Linked DNA regions of Mus musculus: all the other regions are linked to region 3. The links are chromatin contacts, called in public Hi-C maps. All regions are on one chromosome and are shown on one strand. The core of a region is the stretch at or near the end of the contact, and the rest is flanking DNA. Distances in the headings are between cores, read along the strand shown.

What was found. A called contact is a pair of places that touch in the nucleus more often than the background predicts.
Region 1: a contact with region 3 is called in a Hi-C map of uterus, with 1.9 times the contacts expected there. The contact joins two enhancer-like sites. A contact is called at or near these places in 5 of 39 promoter capture datasets (the 3T3-L1 cell line, the HPC-7 cell line, embryonic stem cells and 1 more), 2 of 484 Hi-C or Micro-C datasets (both in uterus) and 1 of 9 other capture datasets (embryonic tail).
Region 2: a Hi-C map of the HPC-7 cell line shows a contact between it and region 3, with 2.5 times the contacts expected there. The contact joins two enhancer-like sites. A contact is called at or near these places in 2 of 484 Hi-C or Micro-C datasets (the HPC-7 cell line and the N1E-115 cell line) and 1 of 115 datasets of contacts at active chromatin or transcription factors (pancreatic cancer cells).

The regions. Positions count from the first base shown.
Region 1 is chr14:22,743,851-22,747,697 of GRCm38.p6, reverse strand. The region is part of intron 5 of Lrmda (leucine rich melanocyte differentiation associated); the gene reads right to left. The region is part of intron 1 of Gm30926 (a long non-coding RNA gene); the gene reads left to right. Among named protein-coding and RNA genes, the nearest start is that of Gm30926, 56 kb to the left of the region's middle. Within about 2 kb of position 1,322, at least 45 of the 459 cell types and tissues checked have an H3K27ac peak or open chromatin away from gene starts, as enhancers often do. A contact at or near this core is called in uterus, where this site is marked.
Region 2 is chr14:22,647,948-22,651,784 of GRCm38.p6, reverse strand. All of the region lies in intron 5 of Lrmda (leucine rich melanocyte differentiation associated), which reads right to left. Among named protein-coding and RNA genes, the nearest start is that of 4930405A10Rik, 110 kb to the right of the region's middle. Within about 2 kb of position 2,309, at least 58 of the 459 cell types and tissues checked have an H3K27ac peak or open chromatin away from gene starts, as enhancers often do. A contact at or near this core is called in the HPC-7 cell line and the N1E-115 cell line, where this site is marked.
Region 3 is chr14:21,902,614-21,906,265 of GRCm38.p6, reverse strand. No RefSeq gene overlaps it. Among named protein-coding and RNA genes, the nearest start is that of Comtd1, 56 kb to the right of the region's middle. Within about 2 kb of position 2,270, at least 70 of the 459 cell types and tissues checked have an H3K27ac peak or open chromatin away from gene starts, as enhancers often do. A contact at or near this core is called in the HPC-7 cell line, the N1E-115 cell line and uterus, where this site is marked.

The sequences.
Region 1 (3,847 bases), core at 73-2,572, 840 kb before region 3:
ACAAGGTCAGGTCGGCCAGGAGTTTGGAACTGGAAAATAGGCTGACCGTATCTGAACTGCATCAGATAGCATAGTTCTTTGGAATGACGGCATCTATTGGATTGGTTTTCAGATATTGGTTTTGCATCAACAAAGAATCCCATGAATGAAGAAATCAGGAAGCTGTGATTTTACCCCATCCGTCCCTCACTCTGTATCTCCCTGCCTCCCTCCCTCTTTTGCTTTTCCTCTTCTTCCTCCTCCCTCCTCCTTCTTCCCTCTCTCCCCCACCTCCTCCTTTAATACAGGGTCTCATTGGATAGCCCAGACTAGACTGGAACACACTATATATCCAAAGGTGATCTTGAACACAGCAATCCTCATGTCTCAGCCTCCTGACTGCTATGAGTAAAGGTTCACATCACCAAAACTGACCCCCTACATATCTCTATAGCAAGATATTTAAGAAGATTATTCTGCTTTCTCATAATATTTTTATTTTTCTATTTATAAATCACTAATCTGAATAGGCTTCTGGGACTTTATAGACTACCAAAGGATCGAAGATTCCCTCTGTTTTCACCTGCCACTTGACTAGATGTGCAACCTTGGGCAATTTTCTTGGTCTCTCTGAGCCTTGGTTTCCGTTTATTTATTATTAGTTTTGTTATTATTAGTAGTACCATTTGTTTATTTATTTTTTTAATGGAGAGCATTCCATGAACCTCCTTGATGTTGTTATGAGGAGTCAGTAACAAACTGAGTACTGCTTAGGACAATACTCACTAAATAAATCATCATTGTCATCATCATCATCATCATTTTATTTTATTTTACATTTTGGTTTCTGGTCATTTTAAACTGTATCAGTTAAAGGTACACTTACCTGCAAACCATGTCTACTATTATTTAGCAGTGTCACACTTTTAAATATGCTGTTCTCCAGATGAGTAGCAAGGAAAGAATTCACTAGTTTCACCAGTGCTTTGAACTGTTAAGAAAAAAAAAGTACCCCTGGATACGATGGATGTGATGGATGTGATACTGCAGAAAGTCCCGGCTGAGTTAGCTCCCTTCCCTGCTAGTCTTCCCTTTGCTCTGGGATTGGACGTGATTTTCTTTCCCTCACTTAATTTCCCACTTGGAATTTGTATATAGACTCTGATAAGGAACCCCTTAAACTCAAACTAAGAGAGTGCAAGATTTTTGTGGCTAGAACTGTAATGTAATGTAAATAACCTGATCTCCCAGTCAACTGTGCCTGTCAGGAGGGTACGTGTGATCCTAGCTACCACAGCCCCTCACAGACCTTTGTTCTCCATTAGCGAGGTGCTAGTTCCACCAGCGAGGATGGTTTTATGACTTGGCATAAGCTTCTGCTGCTTCCCAGGCGCAGCAAGGGGAGTTAGTTCAGGGCCCTTGAAGACTTCTTTTGTTCTGCCAAGTTAGGGAGGAAAGAAGGGGTGAGGCTTGAAAGCCTGTTTGTTTACACTCAGTACCCAGCTCCCTGCCTTTTTCATAAAAGGAAAGGCAGCCAGCAGGAGACTCACAATCCTCAGCACTTCCCACTTGGTTCTTGCTGCCTTCTCCCACTTGTGTATTAAGCAGCCAGGCAGCTGTTGAACACATATTATCAACAAAGCAATCTTCTAGCCCTTTGATTCAAGCTATTCCTATCCTGTGCCCTGAAATAAAATGACTTTCACAATTAAAACCCTGAAATCAATGTGGTGTCTATTGTCATGTGTGCAAGAGAAACGCTTTAATTACAACCATAGTTAGATAATACAGTCATTACACCTCCCTAATCTCAGATATACAACCAGCACCCTCTGAGCACTTTACCACCCTTTCTTTGATTTTTTTTTTCCTTTTTCTTTCTTTCTCTCTCTCTTTTTCACCCCCAACATGAATGGCTTTTTATCTAAGCACTTCAATTTGCATGCCTTTGCTCTGAGGCAGCTCCCCATGATATGTTAATTGCAGATTGCTTTAAGTACTAAAAGATTAACATAAAACCCTTTGCAAACAAGCTAATAGTTTATGATAATTTTTGCATGGCCTTTGTCTGTCTATCACTGGATTGCCTCTAGCTGTAATTTTATAAAGAAGCTGTAAAATATCATTTAAACAAGTTCATTTACACATAATTATTACCAGAATCACATTATTCAATTTAGATACTCCAGCCTATTAACAATCCATGAACTAAAATGTAATTAAACTATTTTCCTTTTATGAACCTATTCATTACAATGTGTGGGAGATGGATCTCTCAGTTTCACTGCAAAACTCAGCACTTTGTTGTTGGAATTGACAAGTCTGGCACTCATTATGTGCTTTTAATTATATTAAAAGTATTGGGAGACAGCTCAGATAAAGAATATATTTAGAAACGAAAGCTTGGAAATGCCAAGATGGTGTCATCCCTAAATATATATTTGTTTTACTCCTGCTCTCTTCCCCATTTCTGAACAGTGAAAAATAAAATAAAATCAGGCTGGTTGTTTTAATTGAGATTTTCTGCTCTTAAAGTAATTTTTCTAATTTAAGCCAAGAATAAATACCTCATTTAATTAATGGTGTTTACTCATCTTTCCCACAGATTTTATCTACTTTTGTAGAACCGAGAGCTAGAATTAGAGCCAAGGAAGTCTTTTCTCCTAGTATTTACCGACAGACCCACAGTCACTTCAGATGCGGGGTGATGCTTTTGAGCTTTGATTCAGCACCATTGAACAGCGTTGGTTCTGATGCCAACTTTCCTCTCTGTGGGGACAACTGACTCAATAGGCAATGATTGATGGGCTTGTAAGAGGCAGCTCCCCCTGACCCCCAGCTCTGCTGTGCTGCTGGATTTCAGGGAAACGCAAGTGATTTAGTTAGAGCAGACTGAGTCTCTGGACTGGCTAGGCACCCCAGTCAATGTCAAAGACAACAGGTCACTCAGGTTAGGTGCTGACAGCAGCTATCAAAGAAAAGGATCCAAGTATCCTGAATCTAGCCCAAGTACTTCCTAGCTCCCACACTTACCAACGGGACTAGTTCATTTCTTTCTCCAAAGCTTTGCTTTCTAGGATCCTATTTCTAAGAAGGTCTTAGAAGGTTCAATATCTCCCTCTGAGCACAGTCTTGACTGTATGTGGCTATTTAGGATTTAATCACGACCAACAATTCCTATTAAACATCTGCCCTGCTCTCCAGTGTCCACACCAGCCATATGGCAAGAATGTTGACCGCCTGGGCAACCTGCAGATCTCTGGGCAGCCTGAACACTCTTCCTCATGTAGATATTTTTTTAATTTTCTCCTCCAAACAATGAACTTCCCCTTCTATACCTCAACACTATATCCTAGCCTAATCCTGCCTTATATTTGGCAAATAGTCAACCCATCACTGTAAGCAACAATATCTTCTACTTCTCCAGAGCCATTACTGGCTGTGCAATGGAAGCCTGGAAGATGTGTCCTGTGGTTCTCTAGCTTGAAGCCAATGTAGAGGTTATTTCCAAAGACATCCAGCTGGGACCAGAGAGATAGTTTAGAGGTTAAGAGCACTGTGTGTTCTTCTAGAGGAACTGGGTTCAATTCCCAGTACCTACATGGCAGCTAGAATATGTAATCTCAGTTCCAGGGGATCCAATACCCTCACACAGATATACATGCAAGCAAAATGCCAATGAATATAAAATGAAAATAAATTATTTTTAAAAAAGACATTCAGCTGACTGCAAGGATAACTTTACAGCACAGTGAATAGTTTCTTAATAAACAAACAAACAAACAAACAAATCACTTTTTTGCCTATAGATTAATAGTGTAAGGGCATTAGTTGTAAACTTTGTGGCATCAATAACCCTCCTTGCTGT
Region 2 (3,837 bases), core at 1,060-3,559, 750 kb before region 3:
ACAGGCACAGGTGTGGGTGCCCCACATTAATCCTGCAGGGCCCAGAGTGGTTCCAGCCCAGTCCAGCTCCAAACACAAACCATGTGCAAAGACTAGCGTGTCAGGAGGCGCTCTCCTCAAGTCCAAACTGGCAGGCCTTGATGCACCAAGGACCTGGAAACATCTGCAGTTTTGTGACTCTTCCCTGTTTCCATTCCCACAAAGCTTCCTGTGCCTGCTCGGATCACAGAAAGGTCGCAGGCTCCATCTGGCTACCCTGCCCCCTCCACTCTCTCCCTCATCGCTCTCATCCCCCCTAAGGACTTTCTGCCCATTTTGTCACTTCCACCTGTTCTGACAGGTTCCCCTGCCTGACCTCAAGATAGCCCTTGGGGACATTAATCATATAACAGCCGGAGCCGTGAAAGAAACAAGGGTTTGGCTGGATACTGTTACCGTCCCTGTCACCTACTAATCATGTCTCATGACTCGGAAGGGCTTAATCAGACGGCCTGCCCTCTCATTAATCATCTAGGCTCACTCAAACTTCACAGAGAGATTAAAGTTTAGTCTCACTGGCTCCCCATGCCTCCTCCCACTGCAAGCTCCTCTAAAAGTTTCACCAGGGGGAGGTCTCAGGTTCCTCCTGCTTTGCCAACTGTCAGGGTGACTGCAAGGGTCTGATGCCTACCAACTGCACGCAGCTACACACACACACACACACACACACACACACACACACAACCCCCCACCCCCCATCTCTTTCTACTTCTCACCTTTCTAACCATCTCACAATTCAGGGACACAAAGCTCAACCTCCCATGAAATGGGAAGTTTGGGGACCATCAGATCTGGGAAGTCAAACAAAAAACCCGGAAGGACGGAGGAGCTCTTGAACCACCTCAAAGAACTAAGGAAAAGGACGTCCCTGTTTTGTCAACAGCAAAGGAAAGTTAAGCAAAATATTTGTCAACGGTTTCTTCAAAGGGGCGGAGGCGCAGGCAGCTGAGTAATGGTTCCCTGGCAGCAAAAGCCCTCCCCACTCAGAAGGCGCCAGCAGCCCCACGTCACCCGCACTTGCCACTATGCTGAAAGGAGAGCTTCCAGTGGGTCAAAAATAGCCTGCATCCTTTACAAATTTGTTTTAGACCAAAATAAAAATGATGGGAAGAACACCCCAGAAATACCTGGTACAAGAGAGCAGAATGCATTGCTGGTTTGTCCCAGTCCCTAGTACCCTCTGGATTGTAACTCTCTGGGCTTCAAAGGGCTGGAGAAACAGGTCCCAGCCAGAGCCTGCAGCAGCAGCTGCCCGCCCCCTCCCACTGTTGGCTTTTTGCTCACTCCGGGTGCTGTTGACTTATGAAGTGCTGTACAATTATGGGCAACAAGGATAATATTTGCCCTCAGAGTCATGAGAGAACAAATATTTTATCAACATCTAAATCATCTCTCATCTGGCAGGAGAGGAGGAGCGCCCGGGCTCAGTGGTACATGCTTAAGCCGACAGAGAGCCGCCTAGGGAATCTACCTGTATCAACTTGACCTAACAGAATCTGGGACTATGCCCATTGCAACCAGCCCTCCCTGAAGATCCACAGTGCCTGTATCCTTCCAGGCACTGCCCACCATCACGTCTTATCCCACAATCACCACCAAGGAAGGTCCTGTCCTGAGGCTGTGTTCATTTCCAGAAATAGGAACTAGACTCCAGGCTTGGGAAGGTGGGAGACTTCTGTAGATATTTTGGGGGGCAATGAGGGCTTGCCCTGTTGTTGTGTTTGTTTCCATTCACCGATCCTCTGTCACTAGTCCAGAAATGACAGTAGGTGGAAACACTATCTTTCATTACACAAAGTATAAATAGTGTAATCTATCAGCGCCGTCAATCACAATGATTGATTACACGCTGTCATAGAGAAGAGTGACATATTAGAAAAGTTTTGTTAACAATGCCTATTGCTAGTCAGCCTGCCACCGAGGCTGGTGATTAATGTGTTGTCAGCCTGTAATCCCACACCCTTGGCTAATGAGGCAGGAATTTATCATCTTTACAGAGTGGCAGATGTCAGGGAGAAAGGAATCCAAGTGCTGGAAACAATATACTTTTTCTTACTAGGCCTGACAAGTCTGACAGGCCGAGAAAAACCACAAAGCAGCTTTGTATAAGCACCAACCTAAAAGAGGAACTTTTCATTTGGCATCTTAGCTTTAAATACTGCTGTAAACCAGCCTCCGTGGCTTTGGGATGGGGTAGGGTGGGGGGGCACGATTAAAAGAGCTCACAATGAGAAGCTCTGTGAACTTTGTACCTCATCCTCACAGCCCCAGACCTGGGAAAAGGTTACCATGGCAAGCAGACAGCTTTCTTCTTTGAGAGAAGCTGGCAAGAACTCTTCACTTTTACCTGTGACCTTGGGGCTGAGGAAGCAGGGGGTAGGGGGGTGGGGGAGCTGGAGCTGAGGGGTAACCTGCTCCCCCATCACCACCTTGTGCTGGCTTTTACCTGGAGACAAGGAGTTGTGTTCGGAAACACTGCTCCGGTTGTTTTGTTTGGTTTTGTTTTGTTTTTTGTTTGGTGGGGGGCGGGAGGCGGTGTTGGGAGGGAGGCAGGAAGCAGGGAGAGATGGGAAGGCATCTTCTTATTGGCCAAGAAAGGCAGCATGGTGGACAGGGAAGATTCCTGACTATGCCTCTCCTCAGATTTCCTCACTTAACTTTAAGGCAGTTTCAGATTGGATTTTCACTCGCTTCCCTACCATCTTTCTTCCATCCCAACATTGGTTTCTCTTTTTCATCGGAGACTAGCAGGCCTCCAAGCCCAAGAACATGTAAGCAGAGACAAGAATGAGAAGAGGCTCCCTGAGACCCTTTTAAGAACCGCTTATTCGCTTTGTGACCTCTCCCTTAATTCTAGTAACTTAAAAGACCCTCTGGGGCACATGCTCAATTGTCTAAGACAGTCCAAGATGCCTATGCGTATTTCAACTTGACCTGACTGTCCACTCTGTCCCAAAGACTGTGTATATCCTACCTACCGTGGAGACGTTCACACTTCCCAGACAACATCAGAGACACTGTTGACTAGAAAATTCAAATGCTACCACCACCACCACCACCACCACCACCACCACCACCACCACCACCACCACCACCACCACCACCATCATGCCCCCCTCTTTCCTGAAGCCTTCTGCCCCTGGTTAAGTTGCAGGAAGAAGTCAAAGGGGAGTGGCCTAAGTCCTCCAGTTTGGAAACTTTGTTCTTCGGGAGCCTAGCCAAAATGTCATGTGTTGCTTATTCTCACGTCAGTTTCCAAGGAAGGGGGCAGATCTTCAGTGGCAACATTCTGACAGATGTAACCCTTTTTCAAACACATACCTCCACTAATGTACACAAATTCGAAGTGTAAAGAATAGGGGTGGGGCTAGGGGGGCAGCAAGGAGAAATGCTCTGCCTTCTGTCAACGGCACCCTAACACCCTCAGGCTAGAACACACAGCAAAGCCCTGGGTAATTTAATCTCCAAAGGCAGCACTCTGGTATTGAAATTGCACTAGGATCTCCAGAGCTGGGCCACACCCAGTACAGTGAGAGATGGCTTTAGCAGGCCAGGAAACCGTAGGCCCAGAAGGAAATAAAGGGTCACACCCAGGCCTTGTGGGTCTTCCCCACCCCTAAGGTGTTGATGGCTGCCAACCTGGGAGAAGTACTTCCCGAGGAACAGCCTGGGGTCAGAGGCTGGACAGTGGGAGGCTCTTTGTGCCTGCCCTCCTTCTCAGGCTCTTTGTGGGGATCAGTGCAAGAGGCAAGCTGAACCGTGATGTTAATCAGGCAGTACTGAGTGAAGGGTGATGAA
Region 3 (3,652 bases), core at 1,021-3,520:
AAGGAGATTCCTTTTAGCTCAGCTTCAGGAGGCTTCATTCACAGTCACTCCAGTCCTTGTCTCTGTGTCTACTATCTGGTTAAAACATAGTGGCGGGGGACGGGGGGGGGGTATGCAGAAAGAAGCTACCCACCTTGTGGCAGACAGGAAGCAAAACTGAAGATGGATCTAAGGACCAGCCATGGCCTTAAAGGCACGCTCAGCCATAGCCTACTTCCTCTAGCCAGGCTCCATGCCGTTTCCAGGGTCTCCCTAACAGTGCTACCAGTCAGATATCAAGGATTCAACATAGGAGTTATGGGGACACAGCTAAATCCTACTGGGGATCCAGAGAGTGAAGTGCCTAAGTATGACATCTAGAGGATGTCCCCAAATGTGACAGAGTAAAGACATGGGAGATGGGTCTTTAAATGTGTAGAGGGTTTCCAGAGAAAGAAGCCAGAGGGCTCGGAGAGTCAGAAATAAAATGGGCACGAGCACATTGTTCTATATGAGCCTGGTAATCTTAGGGACACTAAAAAGGTTCATGAAGCAGAAATGTGGGGCTCATGGTTGAGGACAGGTGAGAAATGAGGCAGGAGAAGCTGAAGGGGGGCCACCTACTGCCAGCCAAGGCTTTGAGCTGCATCTTGTGGTGTTCACAGATGTGGGTTCCCTTCTATTCTTAGGACACTGTCCCTTGAAAATGATCCACAACCCCATGTCATCTGTCCCAAACAGCTTTCAGGTTCCATCATCAGGACTCCCCGTTTTCCAGGATACCACGCCTTCCTTCTTAAGGAAGGAATATTGGGCTTCCTCAACAACAGCAAGCTTTTCCAGGTCTCTCCTGCTCAGAGAAGTCGGGAGGAAGAAGGCAGATCTGAGCTATCATCTGCTTGGTCCAAGGGGAGTCACCACCTCAGAGGCTTGCCTGGGGTCACTGATGAGAAAGGCAGAGATGACAGTTCCCACTTCCTGCAGCAAAGCCCAAAGTTACTTACACCTCAGACCTTCTGCTCTGAAAACTGCCTGGCATCTACTCACCCTCCCCAGGGACTGAACAACTGGGTCAGAGAGAACCGCCTCTCTGCTATGCTGGGCCTGGGATGCCTCCCCAGGACAGTTCCCTCCCCAGAGACGAGAGATGGTCAAACCGCTCTCTGAACGTGACCTCAGAGATATGCAGCAAGGACCTGGGCCCTATTTATCACTACAGGGCTATAATTAGGTTTGTTAACATAGAGTCGAGTGTAGTCTCCTTGACTAGGGACTTAATCACGTTACTATTGAGTTCCTGTACGCATTGCTCCGAGTGACTGTTTTTACTTGCAGAGTTATAGCCAAGCCCGGCGGGAGGAAATTAGCTTTGGACACAAGTTTGGGGAGGGGGGGTTCTTTTTCCTCCTGACTCTGCTTCCCTCCCCCACCCTTTCCATGCGAAAATATTTAGCAAACAGTGACAATGATGAAAACCAGTAGGAAACAAAATGTTCTACATTAGTATAAAACATGAAAAATGCAGCAAGGACCCTTAGCGGTACAACATGTGTTATGCTGGCTGGCAGCCCATTAGCTCTGATAGACATTTCACTTACCTAAGTCAAATATAACAGTCTAGTATTCATTAATATAAGAAGGGGCCGTGGAATCAGAGCTACCATCTGGCTGGGCCGACAGAATAATCTACAACTCATGATTAGGTCTAAGGAGTGGGGTTTCACTTTAATCTTTCTCGTTGCTCGAAATTTCCATCTGCGCAGTTCGGCACATCATTTTTCTTCAAGACAAATGTGCTGTTTTTCATGTTCCAAAATTAGATCAGAAGAAAACGATTAATCATGTCAGGCTTGGGAAAGGGAACAAAGCCCCCATGTTCCCGGCTCTCCCTGCCCCCCCACCCCTCCCTGGCCCTGCAAGTTTGGGTTCCCCTCACCACTACTACCTAACTTCAGCATAACTTTAGGGGGGATACCACTAAGTATCCAGAGGAGAGAGGACAGGGAGAGGATTTGGGGTGCTTTAGGGAGCCCCTCACCCAAGTTTACCCTGTACTCTTGACCCAGCACACACGTGTGCTGAAGGGTCACCCCTAGCTGGTCTTGGAGGCACAAAGGCACGGCCCTGAACCCAGAGTGACAAAAAAAGGGTCGGAGGGGGCCTTCTGCAGCCCTTGTCCCCTCCTTGCCATAGCCCTGTCTGTCAGTCCGCTTGCAAGTCATAACAAATCCCTGGCGCGGAGCTGAAGCTGAGCGTTTGCCTGGGCGTCATGGGGATGATGAATGACCCGCAGGCCTTTGAAGTGCTCTGCCAGTTCAGCTGGGTCCGTGGTGCTGACAGAGAAATATACACAACAGCGTAACCAATAATGAGAACATTAAACATTCCTGCGCCGTGACAGGCTGACAGAAAAACCCGGGCTCGCATCAATCATCCTGCAGATAGACCCTTGACAAGGGGCCCTCGCCATGGCCCTCACCCGCCTCCCTGGCTCCCTCTTCTTCCGCCCAGCCCCTCTGTCCTCCTTGCCAGACCCTCTCTTCCTTCCTCAGGACCCCTCCTCTGGAGCCTCTGTCCTCTTGCGAGATTTTTGCCTTCGGGGCCTCTCTGAGGTCAAGTGAGGTTTGGGTCCCTGACATTTTAGTGAGGCAGCCCGTGAGTGACACCATGAGGAGACACCACAGCAGTGACAAGACTGTGAAGGCTTTGAGCTTACAGCACTTGCAATTATAGCTTTCAGGTCCTGAGAATGAATACAAACCACTGTGTGCTGGAAACTGTATCCAAATCCAAAGCCAGGTGCTCCGGAGCCGGTGACCCAAGACCCCCAGCTCCCTGTATGACTTGGGTAAAGGCCCCTTTCATAGTGCCCCCCACAATCCCCTGTCAGTTGAACTTAGCTGGGGGGAGGGGGTAGCATCTGAACTCTGATCTGTCTGAAAGAGAAGAAACAGCAGAGAAAAATTCTTTCTTCCTTTCCCCCCAGCAGGAAAGGAGGTCTGTCCAGATAAGACACTCTGAATGGAACTTCAGCCCCTTTTCTGAGGAGTTGCTGGCCCCTGTCTGGATTTGGCTTGAGCCACACATCCATCCCTAGGCCTGGTCTTTAGTCCCTCTGTAAGGTGGGGTAGTCCCCCACACCTTTCACACAGAGATTGGCCAGGTCTATCCAGGGGCTGGCAGCCAGCAGCTTCATTCCAGTCCCAGATTTGAGGCCTTGGGCAAATCCAGAATGCTTCTGGACCACAAAATAAAAGTAGAATCCTTGCCTGGAGGCCCTCACGGATTTGTTTATAGTCTCCAAAAGCAGAGGATTATTGGCCTGCTCTTAACCTTGGAGCTTTGAGAGAGAGGGAGTTATTTCTATTTATGTCCCCATCCTTGGCTTTTTAGCAGGGAGTAAATGTGACTTTCAAAAAAGTCATGAAAACTGCTTATAGTTTTTAATACATGCATCCTGACACAGAGGGATGGCCATTCTGGGTCATCTAAGTAGATTGGTGTTTTCAGAGGAGACAGAGAGGAGAGTACTGAACCCCTCTACTGCAAACTGCAGAAAACCTTATGCCTTCCTTTCTGCCTCCCCAGAGGCCACTACCATCCTTGCCGCCTGCGGTCATCACTGGCCTTACCCTCCTCTGATACCCTGTGGCCATTAGTCACAGTCAATGTC